Linked DNA regions of Zea mays: all the other regions are linked to region 3. A link is a contact called in public Hi-C data. All regions are on one chromosome and are shown on one strand. The core of a region is the stretch at or near the end of the contact, and the rest is flanking DNA. Distances in the headings are between cores, read along the strand shown. Region 1 holds the start of LOC103638487 (heavy metal-associated isoprenylated plant protein 29). Region 2 holds the start of LOC542372 (phosphoenolpyruvate carboxylase 1). Region 3 overlaps LOC103638482 (a long non-coding RNA gene).

Region 1 (2,766 bases), core at 232-2,731, 180 kb after region 3:
AAGGGGTTATAGAAGTAGCCATAGAAAAGATATTTCATTCTAAGGCAGTGGAACATGTTATAGCCAATGAGTTCGGTGACACTTAATTGGTCATTGTCACCCATTGGTCTCGATATGCAAACTTGTCAAGGAGTGGAACATAGAAAGCTAAAGAACAAGAAAAAGAAGAGAACAAACGGGGAGAATGTTAGAGTGTTCTCTAGAATACCATGTTATTTTAGCAGCACCATTGACTACTTTCTCACAACATAAGTCCACAAGATCGTCTAGGAGATCGAATTATCTTGCTACTAAAGTACAACTCTTCACCAATATTGTTTTCAAAAAGAAAGAGTGAGTCGAAATTTCTGTTTCTCAAAACACCACGGCTTTCCTACATTTTCTAAAATAATTCAAGAAAAATACAACTACTCATACAGACTGTGCTTGGTTGGGCTTCAAAATAAGGACTAGTTTGAAAGAAGGGGAGCCAAACCCAGGGAGGGAAACCTCCCATTTTTAACTAATTTTTTTATTTAGGACTAATTTGGAAGGAAGAGGCTAAACCTAGAGAATGAAAACCTCCCATAAATAACTAAATCTCTTATTTAAATGGCATCTCATTGGATTCTCACCCTGGGAAAAGATAGAGATCCCAAGAGGATTTGAATTTCTAAACTAGTCCTTAAGGGCTAGTTTGGAAACTTAAATCTTCTCCGGGATTCTCGAGGTTTAAGTGAAAAAATAGCTTAATTTTCCACTTAATCTCTGGAAATCCCAAAAGGGATTTAAGTTTCCAAACTAGCCCTAAAAATGCTTTTCCTACCGGAAAAACTAAAAGCCAACCAAAAAGGTAAGACAGAAGAGTGGGTTAATAGTTATGTTTCCTGAAACATCGTCCATTTATATACGTATTTTTTCTAAAAAAATTAGATCAAGAAAGATACAATTGCTTATTCCAAATTTGGAAATTGGACTCAAGTGGGCAGCTCCGACAAAGAAAACCATCAATTAAGTTATATCACACTTAGGGGTTGTTTAAATGCACTATAGCTAATAGTTAGTTGGCTAAAAAAATTAGTGAAATTAGCTAGCTAAAAAATAGTAAACTAACAATTACCTAATTTGCCAAAAAGTAGCTAATAGCTGAACTATTAGCTAGACTGTTTTGATACTTCAACTAATTTTAGCAGCGAACTATTAGCTCTAGTACATTCAGACACTCCTTTAATTTTAAAAGGCTTACATCAATATTGGATGGAGGTCAGGATCAAAAGACTTGACCAGATAACAACCCTATCTAAATTAACTTTAATTTTTAAAAAAATAAAATGAACCTCTCGTTGGTTGCCCTTCTCACACAGGAACAGTGACCTCAATTTGCATGTATCTATCTGACACCACGCAATCCCTGCTGCGTTGATATATTCAACATAATTTACTTGGCAGGTCGCTGTTCATGACCGAAGCATCTTATTAAGCAATGGCACGCAACTCCCATGTCATTCGAAGCGAAGAAATACTGGGACAAGCACGCTGCCAGCGACGTACGTCATGGCAAATGAGCGCTGAGGCTACTTGCTAGCGTACCCGTGACCTGATGTTCCTTTAATATAATGCCTTCTCCCCGCGCTGCATCTCCAGTGGTGATTCCTGTGTCCTAGGCTCCTAGCAAGTGAACTCCCCAGAGTGGTGATTCTCTTGGATTTGGTGCATCGACAGTTCAAGGAGGAAACCATGACGGTAAGCTTGAGTTTCTGTTCGATATGATCTAGTATACCTCACTTGCCGATCGATTATTAAGTTGACAGGAAACTTTTGATCGATGGATGGTGTTTGTGTCCACTAGCTCTCCTATCCCTCTCTGAAACTAAAACCGTGCATGCATCGTCGTGCCTAGCTTTTTGCAGATCGTAGAGATGCATGTGAGCATCGACTGCGATGGCTGCGAGGACAACGTCAGGAAGGCCCTGGAAAAGCTCAAAGGTGCTCGCATCGTCCAATTTTTCTTTGCTTCACGCAGGCACAAATCCTGCACCGGTCTACCTATCTATCGCTGAAATTTCCATGCCCAATAATTAACTGATCGAACCTCCTCTTCCTGCAGGAGTGCACCACGTAAGCATCGACAGGATGCACGGCAAGGTGACTGTCACTGGGTCGGTGAGCCAGAGGAAGGCGCTCCGCGCGGCGCGGCGCACGGGCAAGCTCGCCGTGCTGTGGCCGTCCGCCTACAACAACCCGTCGTACCACCAAGCCCACGCGATGCGGGCCTACTACCAGTACCAGTACCAGGCCAATAAGCCCGCGCAAGCGCAGCAGCACCAGTACTACAGCAGCGTCCAGCGCGCCGGCAAGAACAGCGGCGGCATCTCGGCGGTGGCTACGAAGCCGGCGGGGCATCAGTACCCCCAGTCCAAGGCCAGCTCCTACAACTACCATGTCCACGGGTACTATGACTCCGAGCTGTACGGGTACTACCACGACCACGAGCAGCCCGGCGACGTAGTGCCAGCCGCCGTGCGGTCCTACTTCAGCGACGAGAACCCGAGTGCTTGCTCGATCATGTAGTCATCATCGATCCTTCCATGAGGTCGGTACGGTGTGGTCGTTCGGGTGTATGATGATTGATCATCGGCCTCGCTTGTGTCTGGGTTTATGTTTCCATTCATCCTGTATGTATAAATGTACAATACAATACTGCCTTGTTTGTACTGCGCTGTACATTAGTGTAAATTTGTGACCGGGCAGGCGGTTGCTGTTGAAAAATTAGACACTTTTCATATT
Region 2 (3,039 bases), core at 335-2,834, 140 kb after region 3:
TCTTTGGTCATGTTTAAGAGGCTGGAATAGATCAACTGCAAGAACACATAGCAGAGTGGATAGGGGGGGGGGGGGGGGGGGGGGAGGGTCGTCGTCTCCCTATCTGACCTCTCTTCTGCATTGGATTGCCTTTTTCGGTACTCTATTTAAAACTTAAAAGTACAAATGAGGTGCCGGATTGATGGAGTGATATATAAGTTTGATGTGTTTTTCACATAAGTGACAAGTATTATTGAAAGAGAACATTTGCATTGCTACTGTTTGCATATGGGAAAATTGAGAATTGTATCATGCCATGGCCGATCAGTTCTTTACTTAGCTCGATGTAATGCACAATGTTGATAGTATGTCGAGGATCTAGCGATGTAATGGTGTTAGGACACGTGGTTAGCTACTAATATAAATGTAAGGTCATTCGATGGTTTTTCTATTTTCAATTACCTAGCATTATCTCATTTCTAATTGTGATAACAAATGCATTAGACCATAATTCTGTAAATATGTACATTTAAGCACACAGTCTATATTTTAAAATTCTTCTTTTTGTGTGGATATCCCAACCCAAATCCACCTCTCTCTTCAATCCGTGCATGTTCACCGCTGCCAAGTGCCAACAACACATCGCATCGTGCATATCTTTGTTGGCTTGTGCACGGTCGGCGCCAATGGAGGAGACACCTGTACGGTGCCCTTGGTAGAACAACATCCTTATCCCTATATGTATGGTGCCCTTCGTAGAATGACACCCCTTATCCCTACAATAGCCATGTATGCATACCAAGAATTAAATATACTTTTTCTTGAACCACAATAATTTATTATAGCGGCACTTCTTGTTCAGGTTGAACACTTATTTGGAACAATAAAATGCCGAGTTCCTAACCACAGGTTCACTTTTTTTTTTCCTTATCCTCCTAGGAAACTAAATTTTAAAATCATAAATTTAATTTAAATGTTAATGGAAACAAAAAATTATCTACAAAGACGACTCTTAGCCACAGCCGCCTCACTGCACCCTCAACCACATCCTGCAAACAGACACCCTCGCCACATCCCTCCAGATTCTTCACTCCGATGCAGCCTACTTGCTAACAGACGCCCTCTCCACATCCTGCAAAGCATTCCTCCAAATTCTTGCGATCCCCCGAATCCAGCATTAACTGCTAAGGGACGCCCTCTCCACATCCTGCTACCCAATTAGCCAACGGAATAACACAAGAAGGCAGGTGAGCAGTGACAAAGCACGTCAACAGCACCGAGCCAAGCCAAAAAGGAGCAAGGAGGAGCAAGCCCAAGCCGCAGCCGCAGCTCTCCAGGTCCCCTTGCGATTGCCGCCAGCAGTAGCAGACACCCCTCTCCACATCCCCTCCGGCCGCTAACAGCAGCAAGCCAAGCCAAAAAGGAGCCTCAGCCGCAGCCGGTTCCGTTGCGGTTACCGCCGATCACATGCCCAAGGCCGCGCCTTTCCGAACGCCGAGGGCCGCCCGTTCCCGTGCACAGCCACACACACACCCGCCCGCCAACGACTCCCCATCCCTATTTGAACCCACCCGCGCACTGCATTGATCACCAATCGCATCGCAGCAGCACGAGCAGCACGCCGTGCCGCTCCAACCATCTCGCTTCCGTGCTTAGCTTCCCGCCGCGCCATGGCGTCGACCAAGGCTCCCGGCCCCGGCGAGAAGCACCACTCCATCGACGCGCAGCTCCGTCAGCTGGTCCCAGGCAAGGTCTCCGAGGACGACAAGCTCATCGAGTACGATGCGCTGCTCGTCGACCGCTTCCTCAACATCCTCCAGGACCTCCACGGGCCCAGCCTTCGCGAATTTGTAACTAACCACTGCCGCCGCCCATTTCTTCTTCGACCGGTTGCCGCCTGCGCGCGGCACTGCTCGTACGTCTCCCCGCCAGTGCTTACTGTAATGCATGCATGCAGGTCCAGGAGTGCTACGAGGTCTCAGCCGACTACGAGGGCAAAGGAGACACGACGAAGCTGGGCGAGCTCGGCGCCAAGCTCACGGGGCTGGCCCCCGCCGACGCCATCCTCGTGGCGAGCTCCATCCTGCACATGCTCAACCTCGCCAACCTGGCCGAGGAGGTGCAGATCGCGCACCGCCGCCGCAACAGCAAGCTCAAGAAAGGTGGGTTCGCCGACGAGGGCTCCGCCACCACCGAGTCCGACATCGAGGAGACGCTCAAGCGCCTCGTGTCCGAGGTCGGCAAGTCCCCCGAGGAGGTGTTCGAGGCGCTCAAGAACCAGACCGTCGACCTCGTCTTCACCGCGCATCCTACGCAGTCCGCCCGCCGCTCGCTCCTGCAAAAAAATGCCAGGTATATATTTTTCAATGAGCTTGATCGATATGCATGCTATTCACGTTATATATCTTTAACTATTATTTTTTTTTATTTTTTTGATAAATAAAAAATGTTGGTCTTGTCGCTGCAGGATCCGAAATTGTCTGACCCAGCTGAATGCCAAGGACATCACTGACGACGACAAGCAGGAGCTCGATGAGGCTCTGCAGAGAGAGGTACGTACATATTACATTTGACACCAGGGAATGCAAGAACTTTATCAAGAGACATTCATTCTTTGATAGAGATAGAATAGAACACATGCACAGTACACGTGGACTCATGAGCTTGCAAGATATCGAGCATGACACGTGTAAGTTAGTGCGCCAGAGAAATCTTCAATTTATTTATATGTCAAGTCAGGTCAGGTTCTCTCATTAAAACACATATAAATATATATTCATTATTACCAAGCTAAGGTAATAAACAACCGAACTTTTCCACTCTTTAAACTGTCTTCGCAAACTCCAAAGTAGAAACTAACCTAATCAGGAAAGAGCTAGACTGCACCTTTATGTTGTAACAATGCAATGGGAGGACTGCTACATGTATAACCATATGAGGCCGACTTGACTCAAGATTCAATGTTGAAGACCACTTGATGAAAACTACACTGAATTATTTATATGCTATTCTCCAGCTGTGCTCAAAGCATTTTCCTTACTTAAAAAAGATCATTTTGTA
Region 3 (2,700 bases), core at 53-2,552:
AGGTATTGAGTCAAATTGTTGTGTACCCATTTGTGGTCTGGATACACTGGTTTGGTGAAAATGAAATATGCCCAAAGCAACAAAACCCAGTTCACATGAACTGCTATCCTGTATTTACGAATCTTGACTAGTCTAGTAATGTATGTATGTGGAAATATGAAGGTTTCTTTATTTCTCTTCTTAAACAGCAAGAGAAGAAGGAAGACAAGTAAGACAAAACAGAAGACGAGAAGAACTGCTTCAAGCTGGAGTGATGTCGCTGTGGTGCTTTTGTGACTGATCATCTCTGGAGCTTTTGTGAATGATCTAGCTAGCTATTTGTAAATGATCTAGTTGTGAATGATATTATAATTGTGATACTTTTGTGAATATATAATTGTGGTGCTTTTGTGTTTATGTGATGGATTTATGACTGTGGTATACTGATTAACTGTGTATGTCTTTATGATTTGTGTATAAAAATCTGTGATTTGTGGTGCTTAATTAAATGTATATTTTTTATTAATAACAACTATAAAAGGGCGACTTTCTGTTGGTTGCTAAATGTATAGTATGACGACTTACGGTTGGTTGCTAAATCTATAGTACAACAACCCACGGTTGGTCGCTAAATATACAATATTAGCAACGGATGGTTGGTCGCTAAAAAGATGTCGGTCGCTAAAGCCTTTAGCGACGGCACTTACAGCGACCATCCTTATGGGTCGCTAAAAGTTTTTAGCGACCAACCGTAGGTCGCTGAAGGCCGTTTTAGCAACCAACCGTAGGTCGCTGTAAGTGAACCGTCGTGTAGTGGGTGACACGTTCCGTCGTAGCTGACGTGGATCAGTAGCGCTGGACTTAGATCTTTGCCTCGTCGGGTTGTTTGACAGTGAGTTGGTCGTCGAAGAGTTGGTCGGCGGAGTTGGGCTCCTTCTGGAGCATCGCCTGAGACGCTCTCGGACGAGTCAGAAAAGCGCCGTTCATCCGGTATTGGCCTCGGACGAGCTATAGAGTTGGTCGGTCGGCTCGCCTCATAGAGTTGGTCGGTAGAGTTGGACGGTGAATCCGGGCTCTTATTTTCAACGTCTTCAAGGAATTAAAGTCAAGTATCCAACACTTTCTCAATTTGTTAGCTTCAACTTATTACATCGCACCTAGTTATTTTTCGCATGCGCGAGCAAATCATGGTGGACAACCTATCCATGCATGAAACAAACACACAAAACACTGCTATTCCCGTACGTGGCTATAGGGAGACACCGATCGGGCGGATCGGATGCGCACTGCAGTGCCAGCGCGTGCGACGATCACGTGTTAGGTGACTGCGCCACATCCGCTGCACAACCTGAGGCCAATCAAGTGCTGAACGGTCGGAGCATCGGAATATAATAGTCGTCGCGCTACATGCATGGAACGCGCTGTATAAAAATGATAATCGGTCCGCTCGATCGTACGCATCCGAATGGCGATTCGCTGCGCTACCACTACTGGCTCTGGCCTGACGCATCTCCACATGAGCTTCTATAGTGGAGAGATGCTGTTAGTCGACAAGATTTGGTTCTGGGACTTCATACGAGTGGTGGGCCGAGATGGGTTGGATTCATCCCTATGAAGCAATAAATAAAAGGGAGCCGGTTGAAACCATCCAAACACATTAACACTACACATGCAAATTTTGAGGATGTTTTTTGCTGCACCCAGAGTAATTCTGCCCCCAAAACTTCTGTGTGAAGGAGCTTCGCTCTAGGGTCTAGGTTGCTTTATCATATAAATGGCAGTGGCAGATAGGTAACTTTAACCTTCATGTCTAGGTTGCTTTTAAAAGATTTTATAATAGTAAAGGAGGTAAAATACTGTACCTCTCAAAACTTAATAGAGTTTGTGACTCTGAAATTGGAGTGTTTTGGCTAGCTCTAGCCAGCTTCCATTTAGAGTTTTACTCTAGAATCTGGATTCACGCTAAACACCCCCTTTATGGCTAGTTCGAAAACTATATTTTTCTAAAAAATTTATATTTTTCCAAGGAAAAATTAACTATTTCCCTAGACAAATGAAAATCCCGTGGGAAAATGGGTTCCCAAACTAGCCTTTATAGAGTTCTGAGACCTGCATTATAAGTTTTTTGAATAGCTCTTTTGCTACCTTCAAATCCTTAAAAAGATACTTAAATATGAAGTTCGAAGGCATTTAATCGCTAAAGCAGTAGAGAGGAGCCATGAAACACCCGTTGCAGATGATGTTTTTTTTAAATCATACGGTAGTCTGACATTTGGGCTGCGTTTTGTGGACGGAGAATTTTGGCCCAAGCCCAATAAAAAAGTGAACCAGCCTTATCATTCGCTGTTCTCCGCTTTCACATTTGTCCACTTCTCCCCCGTTCTCCGCGACCAAGAGCTGTTGAGAAAACCTAGTGAAGGGTTATATGGATAAATACTGAATATGCCCCTGAGAACTATCACCTTTCTATATATAGAACATGTATCTCTCATGTGGAATAGAGAAAAGAAAGAGGCCAGAGACCCAAACATATATCATGTGTCTTGTGTGTTCTCTGTCGTGCTTGATGGGAAAGGGAACGGGCTCCTACGACTTCTCGCGCCTCTACTGCTGACGGGAGCGAAGAGAGCGGATCTGGTGATCCGTGGTAACGTAGTTCTCAACACGTTATCAGCACGCTCTACCTCGATGTTACTGTGAGATCAGATCTGCATCAACTCT

Evidence for each region. Hi-C and Micro-C count contacts between places; a contact is called where the count stands out from the background.
Region 1: a Hi-C map of leaf shows a contact between it and region 3, with 4 times the contacts expected there. The contact joins the promoter of LOC103638487 here to the enhancer-like site in region 3. A contact is called at or near these places in 3 of 25 Hi-C or Micro-C datasets (ear, leaf and tassel).
Region 2: a contact with region 3 is called in a Hi-C map of ear, with 5 times the contacts expected there. The contact joins the promoter of LOC542372 here to the enhancer-like site in region 3. A contact is called at or near these places in 4 of 25 Hi-C or Micro-C datasets (ear, leaf and tassel).

The regions. Positions count from the first base shown.
Region 1 is chr9:70,894,037-70,896,802 of Zm-B73-REFERENCE-NAM-5.0, reverse strand. LOC103638487 (heavy metal-associated isoprenylated plant protein 29) reads left to right here and starts at 1,481. Exons shown (of 3, transcript XM_008661386.3): 1 at 1,481-1,722; 2 at 1,890-1,965; 3 at 2,087-2,766. The coding sequence starts at 1,717. The coding sequence ends at 2,550.
Region 2 is chr9:70,931,000-70,934,038 of Zm-B73-REFERENCE-NAM-5.0, reverse strand. LOC542372 (phosphoenolpyruvate carboxylase 1) reads left to right here and starts at 1,584. Exons shown (of 10, transcript NM_001161348.2): 1 at 1,584-1,829; 2 at 1,937-2,331; 3 at 2,447-2,531. The coding sequence starts at 1,650.
Region 3 is chr9:71,069,018-71,071,717 of Zm-B73-REFERENCE-NAM-5.0, reverse strand. LOC103638482 (a long non-coding RNA gene) reads left to right here. Exons shown (of 4, transcript XR_558819.4): 4 at 189-332. Among protein-coding and RNA genes, the nearest start is that of LOC103638482, 4.8 kb to the left of the region's middle. Within about 2 kb of position 1,302, at least 10 of the 20 cell types and tissues checked have an H3K27ac peak or open chromatin away from gene starts, as enhancers often do. A contact at or near this core is called in ear, leaf and tassel, where this site is marked.